Linked DNA regions of Rattus norvegicus: region 2 is linked to region 1. A link is a contact called in public Hi-C data. All regions are on one chromosome and are shown on one strand. The core of a region is the stretch at or near the end of the contact, and the rest is flanking DNA. Distances in the headings are between cores, read along the strand shown.

Evidence for each region. A called contact is a pair of places that touch in the nucleus more often than the background predicts.
Region 2: a contact with region 1 is called in a Hi-C map of frontal cortex, with 2.8 times the contacts expected there. The contact joins the promoter of Lamtor4 here to the promoter of Mblac1 in region 1. A contact is called at or near these places in 8 of 12 Hi-C or Micro-C datasets (the A7r5 cell line, Schwann cells, frontal cortex and 4 more).

The regions. Positions count from the first base shown.
Region 1 is chr12:22,181,330-22,188,667 of GRCr8, forward strand. Mblac1 (metallo-beta-lactamase domain containing 1) reads left to right here and starts at 3,813. Exons shown (of 1, transcript NM_001024996.1): 1 at 3,813-5,075. The coding sequence starts at 3,905. The coding sequence ends at 4,660. Cnpy4 (canopy FGF signaling regulator 4) reads left to right here. Exons shown (of 6, transcript NM_001108852.3): 2 at 19-145; 3 at 240-336; 4 at 1,315-1,437; 5 at 2,057-2,174; 6 at 2,259-3,103. The coding sequence ends at 2,401.
Region 2 is chr12:22,369,748-22,377,085 of GRCr8, forward strand. It overlaps Lamtor4 (late endosomal/lysosomal adaptor, MAPK and MTOR activator 4), which reads left to right and starts at 2,522. Exons shown (of 4, transcript NM_001108330.1): 1 at 2,522-2,593; 2 at 3,033-3,113; 3 at 5,601-5,718; 4 at 6,010-6,343. The coding sequence starts at 2,591. The coding sequence ends at 6,107. It overlaps Trappc14 (trafficking protein particle complex subunit 14), which reads right to left. Exons shown (of 11, transcript NM_001024969.2): 11 at 6,614-7,338. The coding sequence ends at 7,198.

The DNA.
Region 1 (7,338 bases), core at 2,563-5,062:
GTTTCTCTTTACTGCCAGTGTGTAAACTGCTGAGCATGGAGCTACAGGAAGAGTTGAGTCGAACTGGCCGATCCCGAGAAGTGCTGGAGCTGGGTCAGGTGCTAGACACAGGCAAGAGGAAGAGACACGTGCCTTACAGCCTCTCGTGAGTCCTTGTGCTGAGCTACCTCCTAACCAACCCCAGAGGAGCTGCAGGGTTCCTGAAACATCAAGGGGTCTTATTTCTCTCCTTCCCGCAGCGAGACAAGGCTGGAGGAGGCTTTGGAGAATTTGTGTGAGCGGATCCTGGATTACAACGTTCATGCTGAACGAAAGGGCTCACTGAGATACGCCAAGGTCAGACGGTTCCTAGGGAGGGTAGGGAACAACAGTGAGCGTTATAGCCCTGGCTGTCCTGGTGCCCCCTCTGTAGACCAGGCTAGCCTTAAACTCAGAGATCCTGCCTACCTCTGTCTCCCCTCCCAAGTGTTGGGATTAAAGGCATACACAACACAAAGCTCCTTTTTTTCCTCCCCCAATAATTACTTCATGTGTGAGTGTGTCACAACACACTACTGTTGTCAGAGGATAGCTTGTGGGCGTTGGTTCTCTCTTTCTTCAGTGTGGGTCCTGGGGATTGAATTTAGATCATTAGGCTTGGTGCCATCACCTTTCTCCACTGGGATATCTTGCTACTCCCACCTTGGCTTTTTTAGACAAGGTCTCACTGGCTTACTGACTTACCAAGCAGGCTAGGCTGGCTAGTCAGAGAACCCTGGGATCTATTTTGTTTCCTGTTCCCCAGCGTTGCGATTGCAAATTCATGCCGCCGTGCCTGTCTTTTGCTTTTTGAATTTTTGAATTATTTATTTTTATTTTATGTGCATTGATGTTCTGCCTGCATGTATATCTGTGTGAAGGTATCAGGTTCTCTGGGACTGGAGTTACAGGCAGATGTGAGCTGCCATGTGGATGCTGGGAATTGAACCTAAGTCAGTCAGTACTCTCCACCACAGAGCCATCTTTTCAGTGCCTGTTTTGTTTGTTTTGTTTTGTTTTTCAATGTGGATCTGGGGATTGAACTAAGGTCCTCAAGCATTTTTACCAACTAAGCTGTTACCCCCAGCCCAGGACCCTGTTCTCAGAACAGATACTTATATCATCCACGACCCTCAAGGAATATCTGCCAGTCTCCCCAAAATCTGGATTGTCCCCTTATTATGGCTAGACTCTTTCATAGACCACACCACAGAATGGTAGTTGGTAAAGCTGATGTGGTGATGCAGGAAGAGATGAGTGGTGGACTGGACTTACACCAAATTTTTCGTCCCTTAGGGTCAAAGTCAGACCATGGCAACACTGAAAGGCCTGGTACAGAAGGGAGTGAAAGTGGATCTTGGAATCCCTTTGGAACTGTGGGACGAGCCCAGTGTGGAGGTCACGTTCCTCAAGAAACAGGTAGGATGAGATACCACTTTGCCCAGGAAGGTGAGAGGACCTAAATCTCAGGACTCTGAGCAAGGAGAAGACAGAGTTAAGGACTGTGCCATTTATGAAAGCAGGCCCAAAAGCATATCAAGAAGTAACATTGTGCGGCTCATAATATCCACCACTGCATACTAACTGAGACGCCTCCTGTGTCCTGGATTCTGGGCCATACTTCCAGCTACTGCCTTGTTTTACTCTTATGTCACAGGTGCGAATACCAATTCCCACTTCACAGGCAAGAGTCTGAGAGGTACTGAGGGTTTGGGATAGGCTTACAGGCTGAGTCTGTAACCCTAGGTGGTTGGGAATGAGCTTCAGTATAGGACCTTTCTTGACTCTACCTCCTAACTGGGGTTACAGGCATCTCCTCTCTGGGATTACAGAGTAAATATACTAGATAATTAGGTAGTAACCGACACTGGTAAGTGTTAAATAAAGAGAATCACACATCTAGAGAGCCAAGTATAACCTTTTGGCTGCCTGTTCCTCGAAGGGCAGGCACTCAATGGAATGGGGTGATAGGGAGCGAAAGGCAGAGGCCTTCCAGTGCTCCTCAGAGCAGGTACTCCTTCCTGGTCTTCTTTACCAGTGTGAGGCGATGCTGGAGGAGTTTGAAGACGTCGTGGGAGACTGGTACTTTCACCATCAGGAGCAGCCCCTGCAGCATTTTCTCTGCGGACGTCATGTGCTCCCAGCCACTGAAACTGGTAAGTGCAAAAGTCTGGGCTCCTCTCCCAGCTTCCCAGCTATTCCCGGCATTAACACCGAGCGCTTCTTCTCGTTCTACCTAGCTTGTCTCCAGGAAACGTGGACTGGAAAGGAGAAGATCAGTGATGGGCAGGAGGAGACAGAGGAAGAGGAGGAGGAAAAGGAGGAGAATAAAGAGATAACCAAGACTTCAGGCACTCCCAAGCATGACCCAGAAGATCTTTGACCCTTACGTTTGAATCCCAAGGATGGGTCATGGAGAGTTTTCTAAACTCTTGAGCCCTCCCTCCCCCATCCCAGGGTTTTAACTGTCCTTTTTGTATAATCTCAGCCATGATCCTGGGAACGCAGAATGGCAACAGGAGAGGAGAAGTGGGTGAAGCAAAAGCAAATTTTGCCTTCAGAGATGAGACACATACAGCCACTTAATTGACCAGGTGTGTGCTCACCTGCGCCAATTGGTCAGTAGTGGTATGAGCTGTGGGAAACTCACTTTGCTTTTTAAAGGGTCTATTAAACACCCTTTCAAGAGGCCAGGGAGGGGCTAGAATGTAGCTCAGATAGTAGAATGACAATGACAGGACAATAATGGGAGCTGGACCTGATGTGGTGGCACAGCCCTGTAATCTCAGCACTTGAAAAGTGGTGGCAGGATTATCAGAACACTGTCCAGCCGTGTGGCAGTTCAAGACCAACCGGAGCTACACGAGAGACCCTGTCTCAAAGTGAGAAGCCAAAAAGAAACCCTCAAGAACCAATATGCACTGCCAACATGAGGCTGTGTACCACCAATCTGTGAACCAGAACAGAACCCTGGAAGAGAGTGAAGCAATACTGGGGTGAGGTGGGGTCGACATATGTAGCCTATTTCCTATTTCACAGGTGCCATATCTTCTATATTGCTATTAAACCTTTTATATGTATATCAGCTGAGTCCCATTTCAAACATGCACACATTATCGACAAGGTGGGGCCAATGGCCTGCTTTCTATTAGTAGTTAATTGTGTTCTTATAATTATGCAACGGGGTTGGGGAAACAACTGTACCACTAGGACTTTAAATCCAGAGTGGCATTTACAAGTTTGTAATTCCAGCGTTTTGGAGGTGGGGGCAAGAGGATCAAGAACTCAATGTCTTCTTCAGCTATAAGCAAGTTCAAGACCATCCTGGGCTCCTTGGGCCCCTGTCAGAAAAATAGAAAAAAAAAAAAAACAAACCAACAACAACAACAACAACAACAAAAACCCCGGAAGTTACTGTAATACACGTGAACTGTACAGGATTAGGATTAACGTTGGGCAACGTGGCTAGTACTTCAGGCTCCGTAGTTTGTACGGAAGCCCATAGAGGGAAAAGTTCTCGCGTTTTCTCGCCTTTTCAGTTTTCCCAGAGTTTTTTTCTTTTTTTTTTAAAAAGACTTAAGGACAGCGATAGTTTAGTTTCAAACTAGACAACAGCTAGAATGGAGAAGGAATATATCTATATATATCTCTCTCTATATATATCTTTAAAATGTGGATGCGTGAAGACCTACAGACTATAAACCTGACCAAAAGAATCTAGGTTGGGCGATACCATCTTCAGCAGGGGTGGTGGTGGAGGGCGATACCACCTTAAGAGCTGGGAGAGGGTGGCAACGAGTTGCTACTAGGAAAGTGACGGGACTCGCGGTAGGATTTCGGAGGGACTGGCAGATGTCCGTGGACGGGTATATGTCCTTCCCTTGCCATGAGCGGTCCAGTGCGCACTGAGCCGCTGCACGGCGAGACCCCTCTGCTGGCGTCCAGCGGTTCCTACTCGGTGGTGGTTCTGCTGCGCGGCTACGCGGAGCCGCAGGGAGTAGGCGACGCGGTGCGTGCAGATGGCACGGTGACTCTCGTCTTGCCTCGGGGCTGGGTCTCGGATACCAGCCGCCGATTGGCCCCATCTGCAGACGGCGGCGCAAAGACTGCCCTGGAGGAGGCAGTGCGTGGCCCCATCCTCGTGGACACTGGGGGTCCCTGGACTCGGGATGCACTGCTGGAAGCCCTGGCTACTCAGGGCGTGGCCCCCGGAGATGTGACTCTGGTGGTGGGCACCCACGGGCACTCGGATCATATTGGGAACCTAGGGCTGTTTCCCCAGGCGGCTCTGTTAGTTTCCCATGACTTCTGCCTTCCCGGGGGTCTCTATCTGCCCCATGGGCTGTGTGAAACGCAGCCCTTAATACTGGGCTCTGGACTGCAGGTGTGGGCCACGCCGGGCCACGGAGGACAGCGGGACGTGAGCGTCGTAGTGGAGGGCACCAGCCTGGGCACCGTGGTGGTGGTTGGCGATGTGTTCGAGCGTCTTGGTGATGAGGACTCCTGGCAGGACCTGAGTGAAGACCCAGTAGCTCAACAGCGGAGCCGGGAGAGGATTCTGAGCGTGGCTGATGTAGTGGTGCCTGGTCACGGAGCTCCCTTTCGAGTGGTCAGGGAAGCAGTGAAAAGTTCGGAGGATTAGATATGTGAAGGCAAGGAGGTTGCTTGATCAGTCAGGAAAGCCCTTCCAACGAGGAACTGGTGTGTCAGTCCAGGAGACACAGAGGACTCAGATCAAGCAGTGTTTGTCATGTGCAGCTTTCCAGGAGGCAGCTTCCAAACAGGTGACATCAGTCACCTTTATCATTGTAACCTAAGAAGGACAAAGGACTGGCTCAGTTCTGCATCCTTTGTGAGCCTCGGTAAAATGCAGGGGAAAAGAAGTTAAAATATTTATTTGGGATGTGTCTGTGTGCCCGTCAGTTCTCTCCATCCTGTGGGTCCCCAGGACCGAGTTCAGGTTGTCAGACTTGGCGGCAGGGAACTTTACCCGCTGAGCCTTCCTGACGTATATACCCTTGTTAAGACCTTCAAAAATAAAAATAGACTGGACGTCATACTGTCCTAATGTAAACGCAAAATGCTGACTGCAAAATCTTTGGGGTTGTAATCAGATGTTGCAAAAGAGGAACACTGTGGCCAACAGCTTGTTTCTAGGATGCACGCTGGCCAGAAGGTTCCAGACATAAGAAATCACCCCTTCCAAGTACTGGATTACAGACTTATAGGCATGTGCTGCCCCACCTGGCTTTCACCTGACTTTAGTTCACTCACTGATTCACGTGGTGGGTAATTATTCAGCATCTGTAATGTCAAGCGCTGATGTAGACCTTGTGATACCACTACAGTGAGAGAATGACAAGTCCCCCCACCGCCTCATCACGTTCCATTCAGGAGACAAGTAACCACAATAGCAGTAGCAATCAGATAATTATAAGTTGTGACATATAATACACACGTGTAGGATGAGGAAAGAGAGCAGGGTGGAGAGAGGCTGCTTGATGTTGAGAGATTACGGAAAGCCTCTGAAAGACGCTGTTTCTTTGTTTATTTTTTTTTACATCCATTTCTTTTGCTGCGTGCGCACACATTTGAGCTATGGCTTGACCGTTCGTGTCAGGACAAGTTGTAAGAGCTGGTTCACCCTTCAATCATTTGGGTTCTGAGGGTACACTCATGTCCTCAGGCTTGGCAGCAAGTACCTTTATCTGCTGAGCCATCTCTCTGGTCCCTAGTTTCTTGTTTTCGTTTTAAATTAGGGTCTTTTGTAGTGGGCTGGCCTTGAACTTGCCATGTGACTGAGGAAGACCTGATTGCCCTTCCTGCCTCGACCTCCCAAGTGCTGGAATTACAGATGAGTACTACCAAGCACAACTCTCTCTCTCTCTCTCTCTCTCTCTCTCTCTCTCTCTCTCTCTCTCTCTCTTGTCTCTGTCTTTCTCTCTTTCGAGACCATCTTGTTCTGAGACCACGCTGGCCTAGAATTCACTGTATAACCCCAGATGTCCTCAAAATTCTCAATCTTCTGGTCTCATCCTCCTGGCGGCTCTGATTACAGGGTAAGCTACCACGTGCAGCTTTTGAGAAGGTGAATGACAAAGAGAAGGTGCCTCCCAGAGAATCTGAGAGAAGGGTGTCCGTGGCTGCAGAACAGTAGATGTAATTCTCTGAGCCACAACGGCATGACCTATTTGAGCAGCTAGAAGACCCATGGGGCCTTGGGAAGTAACTCAATCCAGTGCTTGCCCAGAATGTACAAAGTATTGGTTTCAATTTCCAGCATGGCCTAAAACTCAGCGTAGTGGCATATACCTAGAACTCTGGTACTTAGAAAGTGGAGGCAGGAGGATCAGAAGTTTAAGGTCATCTTCAGCTACACAGCAGGTTTGAAGCCATGGGCTACATGAGACCCAGTCTCAAAAATAAATAAGGATGATCCGTGGGACTGGAATGCCAGGGAAAAGTGGCAAGAAAGGAGGCCTCATATCGGATAAACCTGGAAACCATTGTAAGTAACACGGAAGCCATTGGCTCAGAAACAGGCTGTAACAAACCTGATCTCTTTTGTAATCACCCTTTCAGGGATCTGTGGTGCCCTCCTGTAATCCCAATGCTGAGGGAGTAGAGGCAGGAGGGTCAGGAGTTCAGTGTTAGCACTGTGCAGTTTAAGGCCAGCCTGGACTATATGTGACCATGTCTCAAACAAGTAAAACAAATAACCACTTGATCTGAGTGGAGAAGGCCTTAGTATGGGGCAAGAACAGGATTGGGTAGATTAGAAGGAAGTGTTAGAGCTGTGTTTCTCAACAGGGTCTAAGACCATCAGAAATTTCAGATATTTACATTGTGATTCCTAACAGTAGCAGAATTACAGTTATAAAATATCAAAGAAAATAATTTTATGATCGGGAGTCAACATGAGGAACTGTGTCACAGCATTGGGAAGGTTGTGAACTGCTGCTTTGGCCTGAGAGAAGTTTGTGGTATATGCTCTTATTCCAGAAGTCTTCATTGTTGCAATTCTCTTCACAACTGTGTCCCAACCTTCCCCCAGTCCCCTTGTCAACACTCAGTAGGACAGATGGAGAGGAAGAAGCCCATCTTGTTTTCCTCTACTGTATTAGTGTTTTACTGCTGTGAACAGACACCATGACCAAGGCAAGTCTTATAAAGACAACATTTAACTGGGGCTGGTTTGTAGGTTCAGAGGTTCAGTCCATCATCATCAAGGCAGGAACATGGCAGCATCCAGGCAGGCATGGTGCAGGAGGAGCTGAGAGTTCTACATCTTCATCTGAAGGCTGCTAGCAGAATACTGAC
Region 2 (7,338 bases), core at 1,272-3,771, 190 kb after region 1:
TTTCATGTCCTTTTTAAAATAATTCTTATTTTAAATGTGTGTGTGCACGTGTATGTACATTCGCGCACATGAGTGCTTGCATGCACATGCATGTGCTAATACATTCATGCAGGTGTCCACAGAGGCCAGAAGAGAGAGGACATCAGATCCCCTAGAGCTGAAGCTTGTGAGCTGCCTGACCCCGTCTCTGGGAACCAACCCAGGTCCCCTGGAATGTCAGCACAGGATGCTAACCACCACGCAATCCGCCTAGACCTTCATTTCCTTCTCGATCACTGAATACCAATGGTTCCTGAATAGTTCATTGCAATCCAAAAGCATAAAGGTAGTTTTAAAGAACTGTATAATTGGTCCACAGAGCAAAGGAAAAAGCATCGGCCTTGGCGTCATACCATGGAGAGTGGGAACTAACTCTTCCACTGGCCGGTTGTACTGGATGCAGCTGGAGTTATTACAGGGAAGTTAAGGGGGTGCCATGATGGGCTTATGACTGAGAGTCTTAGATGAGTGTGGAGAGCGCTGCTCCCAGCCAGTGGTGAACGGTGACGGCACACAGCTGGAACCTTTGCACTTGGGAGGTGGAAACAGGAGCGCCAGGAACTCAAGGTCAGCCTAAGTTAGATGAAGTTCTGCCTCAAACAAGACAAAACAAACAAAACAAAACCATGTGATTCCTCAGCATCATGGGTATCTAAGGCCTGGGAGGGCCTGAATGTTTAGCATCTTTGAACAGCTTTCTCTTCACAGTCTCTGCCAATTTAAAATTTCTTTCAAGACCACCCCACTAGTTAGCTTAAAATAGCCTCTAACTCAAGTTCCTTCCACTTCCCTCCCAGCTTTGGGATTATAGGTATGCATCACCACAGCCACTTAAGTTTAAATTGTATATTGTAATTATACTTTTTTATATTTTCATTTTTATGGTTTTGGTTTTTCAGTACAGGGTTTCCTCTGTGTAGCCCTGGCTGTCCTGGAACTCACTCTGTAGACCAGGCCGGCCTTGAACTCAAGAGATCTGCCTGCCTCTGCCTCCCAAAAGACAAGATTAAAGCTATGTACCACCACTTCTTGGCTTTTTATATCTATTTTTAATGTGTGTGTGTGTGTGTGTGTGTGTGTGTGTGTGTGTGTGTGTCCATGTGTACCGTAGCTCACAAGTGTAGGTTTGAGAACTATTTGTGGGGTTGGTTGTTTCCTTTAACAATGTGGGACTCAGTGATCAAACTCAGGTTATTAGGCTTGGCGGCAAGCACCTTTGCCTGCTGAGCCTCTTTGCTGGCCCTACTTCAAAATTGTTGCCATGTTGAATTCCGGGCCTGGGCATGCTGGGCAAGTGTTCAAACTCAGACCCATGCCTCATTTTTAAAGACATGCATTTTCTCTAATTAGCTGCTTCTCCTAAACCAAGACGATTTGGGGTGGAGGACTTTCTTTCTTGAGCTATGATTAGTGCTGGGGATACAGACCAGATGGAGAGCTCTTACCCAGCATGCGCAAGGCCCTTACTTTGCTTCTCGGCACTGAAAATAAGGGGGGGGGGGGGGAGGGTTATATAATTCACAGATCTTGAAACATTTTAATTCAAAGTGTACAACCTATGTCACAGTCACAAAGATAGGCAGACTTCAATACGAATCCCAAAAAGTTTAAATCACACGTGCCACTCCCCCCCCCCCCTTAATAGGCACTTCCTATTTTCTCTTGCCTCACTACCGACCACTAACTGCTTTCACGTTTTTCTGGATTTGCCAGAAGTGTATGTGTTTTAGTTAGGCTCCTGGTAGGTAGCTCAGGCTGGCACTGAACTCACTATTCAGTCCAATCTGGCCTGAACTTGAAACCCCCTTCCTTGGCTTCCCAGGATTTATACCAGTATTACAAGTATTCAGCGTCAGTCACAGCTAAGCATCTTACATAGATGGAACCACATAATATGTGGTCTTATGTGACTGCCCTTTCAAGCCAGTCCTTCTGGTTGATTCTGAGCCTCTAAAGGCTGAGTTGTCTCTGAAGCTATTCTTCTGGCTTGCTTTAACTTGCTTTCGAGATTCTCAAGTTGCTCTTGGTGTCAGGACGTTTTTCCCTTGTATTGATAATATACTACAGTGTGCATATATACACCAAATTTGATTTACCCATTCATATTTGGGTCGTATACTAAGGCAGAAAATTAACACGTGAACAGTTTTTCATGTGTAAACCATCGTCATTCACATTAACTTCTCTTTTCAGGTTGAACCGTGACACCTAACGGGGAAAGCTCTTTACAACACTAGACTGCATTACTTTCTCCTTGGAAGCCTAGGCGCACGCGCACGTTCGTGAGGAGGTGGAGAGGTGCCCCGCCCCTCGCTCAATAACTCTTCAGATAATCTCGCAGGCGAATCCTGAGTGGCGAGGAAATGCAACCAATCCACGAATGTGTCCGGAAAGCGGCGCTCCGCAGTGGTTGATAAAGTCTGATGACGTACGCACCATCCAATGCGCAAGCGAAGGGCTGGGCTAGAGTCAGCTGGTGAACCACCTGACCGGAGCCTGGAGCCGGAAGCTACCTATCCGGTAGACAGCTCCCCCTGCACCTACGGCTGCCATGGTGAGTGAGGACGCATGCGCGGGCTTGTGCGCCTAGGGTTGCGCGTCCCTGTTCCCCAAACTTCGGTTACCCCCTTATGGCTTGCACTCCGCTGTCACCCCCAGTCCACCCTGGGACCGAAAGGAAACAGAGATGGAAGGGAGGCGACCGGGAGGGCTGGAGAAGGAAGGCTCCGCTACCGGGTGTTTTGCGGCCGGGAGTAGTTTTGATGGCACAAGGGGCGGGGCATAAGGGCACTGGAATGAGAAGGGGCTGTGAAGCTAGGAAGGTCTCCTGGGTCACCTGCCTGACAAGTGGAAGAGCTCAGGCGTCCAATAGTGACCATGGATGGAGACTCAGTGTTACAAGCCATTTAGAGGGTCTGAAAGGCTTATATCCAGGAGGGAGATGGGTTTACAAGGCTGTCATGGTTCTCACCTCTTGCCTCTTTACCCACTAGACTTCCGCACTGACCCAAGGGCTGGAACGAATCCCAGACCAGCTTGGCTACCTGGTGCTGAGCGAAGGTGCAGTGCTAGCGGTGCGTTGTGGGAAAGCGAGGCATGGGGTGGTGGCGGTGACGGGGTCCTTTGGGGACACACAACCCAGAAATCCCTTCAAATATTTCCCGCTTTCTCTCAGTTGTCTACTTTTGTCCTCTCTGTGGTTCCCTGCTTGCCATATTTAATGTTTGGATATATGGTATAAATGCTTATTTCCAAAAGGTTGGGGTTATAGCTCAGTCAGGAGAGTGAGTTACTTAGCACGTACAAAGCCTTCAGTTCAATTCCCAATACTGCACAAAACCAAACACAGAGGCACGTGATCTGTAGCCCCAGCACTTGGAAGGTGGAAACCGGCAGATTAGAAATTCAGGTTCATCTTTGGCTATGTATCAAGTCAAATCACAGTCTGGACCACATGTAACTCAGCCTCAAAAAACAAAAACCAAACTTTACCAAAGTCATTCAATTAGTTAGTTACTTGTAGTATGTTTTTATTTGGGATATCTTTAAAAAAGCCGAGGACAACCTTTGGGAGTGAGTTCTCCTCCTGCCATGCGGGTCCTGAGGATTGAAATCCGGTCCTTAGGCAAGCACTTTTATGCTCTGAGCCATTTCACCTGCCCCTAGAATTTTGGGGGGCGGGGGCAAGACTTCTCTAGAGGCAAGGATTGAGCTGAGCTGCTAAGACAGAAGGTTGTGAACGAGGAAGAGAATTCTCAGGGCTGGGAGCTGGACATACTTGCCTGAGTGTAACAGCGCCTGGTTGTGGTCTTGTGTTGAAACAGTTTGAAGAGGAAGGATGCTGTGGTAAGACTCTGATACTGAACTTCCTATGGCTAGCTTCAATATCTTTGGACAAATCTTGAGGGTTACTTAAAGGGTTTTGAAAACATAAATGTGACTCACAGAAATGGTGTAGCATGACTGTCCCAGGAGAGCCATCTAAGAGACTGGCCGGGTAGCAATGAGAAGTAAGGGCTATAGACATTGTATCTATTTTTTTAGTGTCTGCACATGTGTGTGCCCATGCATATGCTAAGACCAGTGTAGGACATTAGAGACCTCCTCTTACCCTTCTCTGCCTTATTCCTTGAGGCAGGGTCTCATACTGAACCTGGAGCTAGACTGGCAACACTGAGCAAGCCTTAGCAATCAACCTGCCTGTACACCCACAGTACTGGGATTCCAGGTGTGAGCATGGCCATGTAGGGTAGGGGATTTGAACTCAGGTCCTCTTGCTTGTACAGCAAGCGCTCTTATCCACTGAGCCATTGCCACAGCCCAGAGATCACATCTTAGAGGTATTAATATATGTTGGTAATAACTAGGTAAAGTACTTCTGCATGTACCTTACCTTTCTGATGTACTCATCCTGTAGGACTCTGAGCAGGGAAAACCAGAAAAGTACTGTGGTACCTGAACAAATAAGAAAGTAAAAAAGGAAGCTGACCAAGGAGGTAGCTAAAGGGAATTTTGATGGCCTGACTATAGACAGGAGATGAGTGAGGTCTGAGATGAGTGAGATGGACTGATAGCAGTTATAGTACATTTATTATGTAGGCACTGTTATAATATTCTCATTGTTTTCTCATGAAACTTCCACAAGCACAGAATATGGGTCCAATATACAGATGGAGAAACTGAGAGCAAAAGGAACTAAATCTAGTAAAGGGCCCATTTAGAATCAGTGGGAAGAGGGAGTAGAAGCAGTTTGTCCAGAGAAGTCTGGACTACTGTCTTCTCATTGACCCTAGAAGTAGCCAGAGGGAAAGCTTCAAAGACAAAGTAGGTGTTTCTGGTTCATAGCCTTCAGACAAGGACAAGTGGGAAGACTGGGGACAAGTGGAACCTTCAAAGATTGAGCAGTTAGCTTAGTGGTAGAACATCTTCCTAGAATCCTCTGTGAGGGGCTGAAGGCATGGGTCAGTAGTAGAACACTTGCCCAGGAGTCCCCCAGTGAGGGGCTGGGGGCGTGGCTCAGTGGTAGAGCCCCTGCCTAGAATCCCCCCAGTGAGGGGCTGGGGGTGTGGCTCAGTGGTACAGCCCCTGCCTAGAATCCCCCAGTGAGGGGCTGGGGGCGTGGCTCAGTGGGAGAGCCCCTGCCTAGAATCCCCCAGTGAGGGGCTGGGGGTGTGGCTCAGTGGTACAGCCCCTGCCTAGAATCCCCCAGTGAGGGGCTGAGGGCGTGGCTCAGTGGTACAGCCCCTGCCTAGAATCCCCCAGTGAGGGGCTGGGGGTGTGATAGATCACTTGGTAATCACACCCTAGGTTTTGATTTTCTGCATGGCTATCAGTAGAGTTGCAAAAGAAGCCTGGTGTCTCAGAATGAGAAACAAAATGGCACAAGGGAAGGCAGCACCATCATAAAGGGGTTTTAGGTAGGATTTTTCTGAAGCTGGGTGATTTGGGACTACAGACAAGGGAGACCATAACAAGTATAGGAAACAGAGGTCCTGTGCCTTGAATTTGTTCCCAACTCTGGCCTCTTTCTTTTGTTCCTGCCCCCCTTCACCCACATGCAGTCATCTGGGGATCTTGAGAACGATGAGCAGGCAGCCAGCGCCATCTCAGAACTGGTCAGCACAGCCTGTGGCTTCCGGCTGCACCATGGCACGAACATCCCTTTCAAGCGCCTGTCTGGTGAGCTCCTGCCTTTGTTGGGTGGTTGCTTCTAGAGACCTCTCTGCTCAGGGAAGGAATTCCTGGCTCCATTCCACTGACTCCCAGTTCCTCCTGGGGTTCCTGGTTCAACTACTGCCTTCATATAGGTTCCTCTAGGACGAGTACGGAGCAGTAAGAACGAGAAGAGGTTTGCACAGCTGCCTGACCTCTGTGATCTACATAATTGCTTTGTCCCATCCCAGCCAATTTTGTTGTGATCCTCCATGGTGGCCGCTGTACACACTAACTCTCGCTCTCTTCCCTCTCCAGTGGTCTTTGGTGAACACACGCTGCTGGTGACTGTGTCAGGACAGAGGGTGTTTGTGGTCAAGAGGCAGAACCGAGGTCGGGAGCCTATTGATGTCTGAGCTATAAAAGGCACTGGCTGGAGAAGAGGACTGCCTCTGGGGCCTATGGCGGGGGGACATCATCTTCTACTGTGCTTGTTGGAGCTGGGCTTGTGCTTACCATCTCCTTCCTGACCCCCACCTGAGGCACAAAGGCTTGGCAACTTGTGTGCTAAGGAAAAAGGGAAACTATGACTAGGGGGATCCCCTTTCTTCCCTTCTGCATAATAAACTCTAGTCCAACCCTTCCAGGGCTCAGGATGTGTGCACACAGTGGTTTGTCTGGGTGGGGGTGAGGTTTCATTTTCTGCCTATCACCAACCTTCTAGGGAGACCGCTATGCCTCAGTCCCTCAGTCAGCGGGCCAAGACCACCACCAGGCATCCTAAAACTGACAGCTAGAGAGAGGAGTGGTGGTGCACATCTGTAAGTAAATTAGGAAGCAGAGAAACATACGTACACAGGAAGGCAGCTGTTTGCATACTGAAGGCCATCTCCCCTGTGGTCAACACACAGACAAACTCATATTCCCTCCCAAACAGCTTTTAATAGTTTTACTTCAGCTGGAAGATGTAGTCAGAGAATAAGTTACAGGAACAGACAAAAACAGAAAATAAGAAAACAGAACTTAAAGTGCTTCAGGCTGCCAACGTAAACATAAGGGACACAAAGAGGCCCACTTAGCTATGTCCCCAACCCCTGAGACAGGAGAGTCATTGTCATTGTCGTGGGTCCCTTTACCACTACCACCCTCTAATCTTGGCCCTGTAGGTGGGTGCAAAGGAATTTTAGCGGCAGAGAGGATTGGACATGAATGAGAGAGAATACTCTGTAAACTCGGGACGACATGAAGGATCGGGGCGAAGGAGCTCCTGCAGCCTTTGCCCTGCTGGGGTGGGGCCAGCCCCCCCGCCCCCCAAGAACTTAGGGAATACTGTTGGCTGAGCTGCAACCAGACTGCAGTCTCACAGCTTCTGCCTCTCATCCCTCACCAGCAGACACAGACAGGCAGCCTAGCAAGGCCTCTCTGCCCACAGTGGGAGGCGCAGCTTAGGAACAAGGAGCCCTCCCGGGGCTTAGGCTCTCTGGTGTGTCCGGAGCTCAGCTGGTGCTACTTGACAGGCTCCACGACCAGGACTTTACACTCACGCTTGGCAATCTTGTCTAGAGAAAGCACAGCCTTGTCCGGGGGCAGGTAGAGGGGACGACCGACAGGGGAGGCCACAGGGGGGGTGATGGCCCTGCGTTCCAT